Linked DNA regions of Mus musculus: region 2 is linked to region 1. Evidence: chromatin contacts called from public Hi-C data. All regions are on one chromosome and are shown on one strand. The core of a region is the stretch at or near the end of the contact, and the rest is flanking DNA. Distances in the headings are between cores, read along the strand shown.

What was found. Hi-C and Micro-C count contacts between places; a contact is called where the count stands out from the background.
Region 2: a contact with region 1 is called in a Hi-C map of myocytes, with 5 times the contacts expected there. The contact joins the promoter of Sumo2 here to the promoter of 1810010H24Rik in region 1. A contact is called at or near these places in 1 of 39 promoter capture datasets (maxillary cranial neural crest) and 1 of 484 Hi-C or Micro-C datasets (myocytes).

The regions. Positions count from the first base shown.
Region 1 is chr11:107,024,257-107,027,801 of GRCm38.p6, reverse strand. It overlaps 1810010H24Rik (RIKEN cDNA 1810010H24 gene), which reads right to left and starts at 1,933. Exons shown (of 4, transcript NM_001372502.1): 1 at 1,833-1,933. The coding sequence starts at 1,908.
Region 2 is chr11:115,534,552-115,538,096 of GRCm38.p6, reverse strand. It overlaps Sumo2 (small ubiquitin-like modifier 2), which reads left to right and starts at 1,867. Exons shown (of 4, transcript NM_133354.2): 1 at 1,867-1,999; 2 at 3,414-3,545. The coding sequence starts at 1,979.

The sequences.
Region 1 (3,545 bases), core at 684-3,183:
GAAAGCGAGGCGTGAGCCCAGGGGAGGCGCGAGGGGAGCAGAGGGGCGTCGGAGCGAGCACCTGCTGTAGCTCTACACGAAAGGACCATTGCCTGTAGCACCAGGCTTCGGCAGGAGGCTGGCTGCGAGTTCGAGGAAGCCTAGACTACGGAGTCAAACTATCCTAAGAATAAACAAGTAAATCCAACATTAGTACTAAGAGGACATTATATTGTTAAGAAACTTTAACTATAGCTTTTCAAAGTACGGTCTTCTATTTATTCTAGAGCCAAACAGTTCAGGTGGCATTGGTTAAACACCTATACCCTACGCGCGCGCGCGCACACACACACACACACACAGAGAGAGAGAGAGAGAGAGGGAGAGAGAGAGAGAGAGAGAGAGAGAGAGAGAGAGAGAGAGAGAGAGAGAGAGAGAGAGAGAGAGAGTTTGTTGAGAAAGTACCAATAGCAAGTCCCGAGGGGAAACGTCTCGAGTTACAGGTTTCTCCTAATTGTTTAAGCGCCCCTGACGACAGAACTATTTGGTTTTCCCATCCGTGTTTACACTGTCATCTCGGCAAGGCAGCATCAAGAATTTGTGAGTGGATTTTTTTATCTGGCTTCTTGGACACCACTTAGTAGTAAACAACAGCTTAGAAGGGGTTTTTAAAGCTTGGCTGGGAGGCAGAGGCCCCTGAGTAATTATAAAAGCATTACCCCTCCCCATTAGGAAATCTCCCGAATATCAATACACCTTTTTAAATTTTATTAATGATTTTCTTCAGCTCTGCATACAGGTTGGAGCACAGCTTCAAGTCTGGGCAACTTTGCATGTCCAGGGATGCAATCTCACCACCTCCCAGTGCTCCTTCAGCCAAGCACAGCCCCACAACCTACTTTCCCTCGTTTGCATTAAAGAGCTTGTTGTGCCCCTTGCAGCCTTGACAGCACTTCCTTTATAATGATGCATCTTGCCAAATGAATAATCTTAAAAAATCAGCTTTCTCCCAGCAGGAATGGTTAGTTACACAGTTTGTGTTTTTGCAAAGCCATTGGATCTGACTCCCTCCCTATGTTAAACCTGCACACCATGCATAGCCGATAGATAAAGTTCTGGTGGCTATCCAACTCCTGTCAACTGTTGACCTCAGCTGCTTCCCCTCTAGACCACCATCTGTTGTCATGGAAAAGATGGTCTAATGTGGAGTTAAATGCCAATGAAGTCGTTCAATTTCCGTGTGGAACAACAACAATAAAATGACCTAAAATAAATTGCCCAGTTAGGTGTGGAAGCTATTATTCCCAGAGACAGTAAGATGAGCAAAATATCCTAACAATAGCAAAACAAAAACACCACCTGGCCAAGACTGCCTGATTTGTGTGTGTGTGTGTGTGTGTGTGTGTGTGAGAGAGAGAGAGAGAGAGAGAGAGAGAGAGAGTGTTATCAAGGTTCAGGTATACCAGAGGCTATACCAGAGCTGCGAGAGAGGAGTAGAATGCCCAGAGTTGTCGCACCATTGCTGGCCTGTGTCACCATCCCAAGCCTGGGAGCCTGTCCACAGCGCGCCGCGACCCCTTTTGACACTTTCCCTCCTCCGGATGCAGCTATTTAACATGCAAAGTTTTCTCCAGCTTGCCTGGCTCGCACGAGATCATTTCAGCAGCTGAACCCGTCTTTCCTTCTGAAAAGGCTGCCAAGGGACATGAAATATTGGGAGACCCTTGTCGCTGCTTTCTGGCACGCACGCAGACCCGGAGTCGCCTGTCCCGCAGGCTCTGACCCTTGGCTCGTCCCGCCCTGCGTCTCGCCCCTTTCCCAATCCCTGGGGCGCTGCATTTTAGCGACCTCACCTTTTCTCTCCGCCACCGGGGCTTCGGGGGACCATCCGACGATCAAACAGAGAAGCCAGAGGGCTCGAGCTGTCATTTTTGTAGACAGGGTTCCCCAGGCTGGAAAACGCAGCGAGGGCTTTGGCTCGCTTCCTCTCCCCCCACACACACCCCCACCCCCGTTCATGCTAATGAGGGGCAGCCTTTGGGGAAACGAGCATAGCTGGCTGCACAGACCATTGAAACAAAACGGAGCGGCGGGGATCTCTCCCTCTTTCCGAGGGGGGTCGGATGTGTGGTCCGGACTGGGCTCTGTGGGCCAGGAGAACAGCACGGCCTTGAGCTCTTGCTCCGGGTGGGTGGTGTGCTTGGGGTGAGGTGACAGGCTAGGGGAGAGTGAGGGTTTTGAGGGGGCTGAAGGAACGCGAGTGATGAAATCAACAACAAATAAATTAGCGCTTAGAATAGCTTGAGCTTGTTGAGGGGAGGGGACTCCGGATGACAAAAAAACGCATTCCAGGACCTGTGAGGCAATTGCCTGACAAACCAAGTTTGGCAAAGCTGTTTGACTGTATATGCAATCTTGATATTCTAGAGTCAGAAACGGGCCGGGGGGTCGGGGGGGGGGGTGTGAGCAAATTTTTTTTTTCTTGACAGCCCTCTCCTCTGCCCCCTTCCCATTCTCCTTCCCTCTTTTCTCCCTCCACCCATCCATTGATAACTAGTATTCAGTTGGCCACATTCACCAAGTGTATACTGAATGCCTAAAGATTGGCAAACCACCTTTCCAATGCTGGGGGCATCTCACTGCTTGGGAACAGGCAGTTTTTATTGTGTCTAAGAAAAGCAAACTCCTTTGCTGCTTATGTTCAGCTTCCTGACACAGCATCACAGCTCGATCGGTCCTGAGGGAAAGGCTTTTCCACTCAGATGAAATAAAACCGTCATTTGTCAAGGGGTGGGGGTGGGGAGATTAGGGTATCATTTCTCCAGAACAGGTCTGAAGCCTCGGGACTAATTCTCGGTCCACAGCTTCAAACCCAAACAGATGCACGAAGGCGCGAATGGCTTGGTGTGAGGTACACAGAGTTGCTGAGGAAGCCTCAGGGTTCTGCGTCACTGATCCAGGGGCCTGACGCTAGAGTGCTGGTGGACTGAGTAGAGTCTTGGGGGTCTCAGAAACTACAGAGTGGGAACACTCAGGCAGACAGAGGCAGGTCTCCATCTTCTGAAGAGACTAGGAGGCAGACTAGGTACACAGACCCATCAGTTTGTTCTCTGAGGTAGGAGTTATGGCTCAACTGGCTCAACTTCAGCTGCCCGAAGAATAACATGAGGGATGTAACTCAGTCAGTAAAATGCCTGCCTTAGAGGCAGGAAGTGCCGGATTGGATTGCTTGCACTTCATACATGAGGAGTGGTGGAGCCTATAACCCCAACCCGCTGAGGCAGAGTGAGGAAGATGGGTTTAAGGACATCCTCAGCCGCACAGAGATCTATCTCAGGCCAGCCTGGGACACAGGGGGCCTTGTCTCAAAAGTATTCACAGTATATAGTCACAGCTGGTGTCTCCAAAGAAGCAAGGGCTGTTTTTAAAAAAAACAAAAACAAAAACAAACCCAGAGCTGGAGAACTGGCTCGTGGGCTAAGAGCAGTGACTGCTTCTGCAGGACTACATTCAGTTCCCAGATGGCCACGAAACAACCTTGCTCCATTTCCAGGGGCCCCGATGCG
Region 2 (3,545 bases), core at 618-3,117, 8.5 Mb before region 1:
GTCTCACTGTGTAGCCTTGGCTGTCAGCCTATCTGGAATACGCAAATACACACAGATCTGTTTATCTTGCTTTCCTAGTGTAGGGATTAAAATGACTTGTGTCACTAGGCCCCGCCCAAAAGAAGGAATTTTTCTTTTTCTTTTATTTATTTATTCATTTATTTATTTATTTATTTTTGGTTTTTCGAGACAGGGTTTCTCTGTGTTGCCCTGTCTGTCTTCTTTTTAATTTTTATCTTTTTGTTTTTGTTTCTCAAAACAGGGTTTCTTTGTGTAGCCCTGGCTTTTCTGGAACTCAGTCTGTAGACCTGTCCGGCCTAGAGCACAGAGACCCACCTGCCTCTGCCTCCCTAGTGCTGGGATTAAACACCTATGCCACCACAGACATGCAAGGAGGATTAAAAAAAAAGTTAGAAAAGGAGAGTTTAGAAAGTAGATGATATTGGAAGGGATTCATACGTCCCTGTAGAGGAAATATAGTAATTTTTAAAAGTCTATACTAGCTGCAGTGGTGGCACATGCCTTTAATCCCAGCACTTGGGAGGCAGAGGCAGGGGGATTTCTGAATTTGAGGCCAGGCTGGTCTACAGAGTGAGTTCTAGGACAGCCAATGCTATACAGAGAAACCCTGTCTCGAAAAACCAAAAAAAAAAAAAAAAAAAACAAAAAAACAAAAAAACCCAAAAACCAGAAAAAGTCTGTACTAAAACTCAAAGAAACAATTAAAATAAAGTTTAATAAAGAAAAAAAGATTAAGGTGTGCTACCACTGGCCTAAGGTGACAGAAAAAAAAAGCCTGTTTTGTGCAGAGTCGAAGGGAGTTGAGTAGGGGTGAGAAACGGGACGTATTACTGGTTTCAGCAAAGGTGACCTTGTGGAGAGTTCTAGTGGAGCTAAGAGGACAACAACAGATTGCAGTGGATTGAGGAGTGAGTGGGAGTTGAGGGGGTGGAGCAGCTGGCATGGGCATTTTTTCAAGCTGTTTGGTCGAGAAGAAGCACTATGGTGGTAATGTAATCGTGGTATTTCCCCCCTCTGTGGGAACACAGTAGTAGAAGAAAATACAGGGGTACAGGAAATAAAAACACCAAGTGAGAGCCACAGGGTGGCATGCACAGCAGAGGGCAGGATTTTCTTCAAATGCGAGGATCCTACTCCTACTTTGTACTGGATTAAGGGACGAAATGATTGATGGGCCCGTGAGCTTCAGGTTGGGTCGGCTCCCCTGATGGACTGTGTTCTCTGGAAGTTGGGAGGCAGGCCACAAGCAAGGAATCCTTTGAGTGGCTATAAGAACAGTTTTCCACAGCAAGAGTAGGGTTCCCAACAGGTTGGAAGACATTTGAGGCTCCCGGGTGGGAAGCTGGTTGATGGGGAAGGACGAAGGGACTGGGAAGTTTGATGTGCAGGGGGGAGTTGCATTTGTCCTACTGAACAGGAGTTTTTCTCACAACCCGCTGCTGCTTTTTTGATGGAGATGCCCCCTTCTACGTGGAGTTGGCCTTCCGTTCTCGACCTAGGCTCACCCCACGTCTAAGGCCACGCGCCTTCCTGTCCTCGCCGAGGACCAGCTGGAAGCCATTTTGATTATGCTCCACCAAAGAAGGAGGACAATACAGCCCCGCCCAGAGCCAGGCGCGCCCCCGCGGCGGGACTGGTGCGCGTGTCCGCGCCTCTTCCCGCCGACCTGGCGGGCGCCTGGCCCAGGCGGCGGAGGCGCGGGCCGTGGGGGGGAGGAGGAGGGGTGGTTATGTAAGCGTTGCGCGCTCCCGCGAAGCGGCAGCCAATGAGAAGCCCCGGATGCTCGTGCTCGCGCACGCAGGGCGGGGGGAGGGAAGCGCACGACGTGCGCGCGCCCTCTGCCTCGTCCACCGCTGCCGCCTCCTCCTGCCGCTCCTGGTGCTGCTTGTGCGCTCCCTCAGTGCGGACCCGGTGCCTCTTTTGTGAAGCGGCAGCTGAGGAGACTCCGGCGCTCGCCATGGCCGACGAGAAACCCAAGGTGAGCTCGCGGCGGCCGGCTGCGCCTCACCGTGCGGACCGGTGGGTGGCGCGGCCCGGGGTCCGGCCGAAGCCCGCCGCGGGCTTCCCTGCCTGCCCGGGGCCCCCCACGGGGCCAGCGGCGGCTCAGGCCCGGCGCTCCGCGCCATTTTCCTCTCTCGCTCTCTTCCTCCCGCCCGCGCCCGAGGAGGCCCGGCGCCCTCCCCCGCCCCCAGGCCCTCGGAGCGCGCGCGGCGCGGCGCGAGGCGGGCAGGCGGCGCTTCGCGGGAGCCCGCGGGCCCGGCGGCCCCGCGCTGGCTCCTCGGCGGCGCCCGGCGCGTGTAAGGAAAGCGTTGGGCGCGCGGGGTCTGGGGCGGCGGCGAAGGCGGGAGTCGTGCGGCCCGGGGTTTCCCTCTCGGGGCTGGGGCCGCGCCGGATCGGTGGTGTGTGCTCCGGCAACCCCGAGTGGGGGATTCCAGAGTCGGTCCGGCTCGAGGCCCAAGGGGCCCGCGGGGGAGGGGCTGCGCTCTCCGCCGTGCGCCCAGAAACCCGCACCCTGGCGGGAACCATGTGGCTTGTTGTGGTTGGAGGCTTAGGTGCGAGCAGAGAGACACGGGCTCAACTTGAGAACGCGCCCTCGGAGGCACGGGCTACTCTTGGCTGCGGACTAGGGGACCAGCATCAGTCCAGGGCAGGGCACTCTCTGGCCCCGACTCTATTTGGAGGGGGACACAGGATGGACGAATCGAATCCTTGGACATAAACATTTGATTTGCTGAACTGCTGTTGGGGTTGCAATGTACGGGAATACTTGCACGAAGACTGTATTGCAGCCATGACAGCAAAGGAGAGGGGGAAAATAAGCTCTGAACTGAAAATGAAGCAGTTATATAGTCGAACGTTAATCGGAAGATGTAAAAAGGGAGACTCGGGATATCCCTCAGTTGAGTGTGTTCGGTTTTTTTTTTTTAAAGATATGTTCATTTGATATCATTGAGCAGAGTTTGCTAACTTTTATCAAGAAGGTAGCAGTAAAATTTGAAATACAAGGTATGGTTTTCTCACTCCCACCCCAAACCGACTCTAGTAGTTGTAGCTTTGAAAAGAGAAAGGACACTGGTGTTTATGGGAAGCGACAAATTTGGGCGATGACAGGAAATAATGCCATTTTAGAAAATTTAACCTCAGATGCATCACAAATTATGCAAGGAGTTTCTAAGTGTATTGTTGCCTTGCTAGTATCAGTGCTTCTGTACCAGACTTGTAACACTTTGTGCAGGGTTTCTGATCTTTCAGCCCAGGGGCTGGGAACAGCTGTATGCTGTTGGAGAGCCTGAGAGAAACCTGTTGATTCTGAAGCGTTCGGGCCCGCAGCTTCTTTAAAGGTGTTTGTGTTTCACAGTTTCCAAATTACACTCTTATTTTTCTTTCAACAGGAAGGAGTCAAGACTGAGAACAACGATCATATTAATTTGAAGGTGGCGGGACAGGATGGTTCTGTGGTGCAGTTTAAGATTAAGAGGCATACACCACTTAGTAAACTAATGAAAGCCTATTGTGAACGGCAG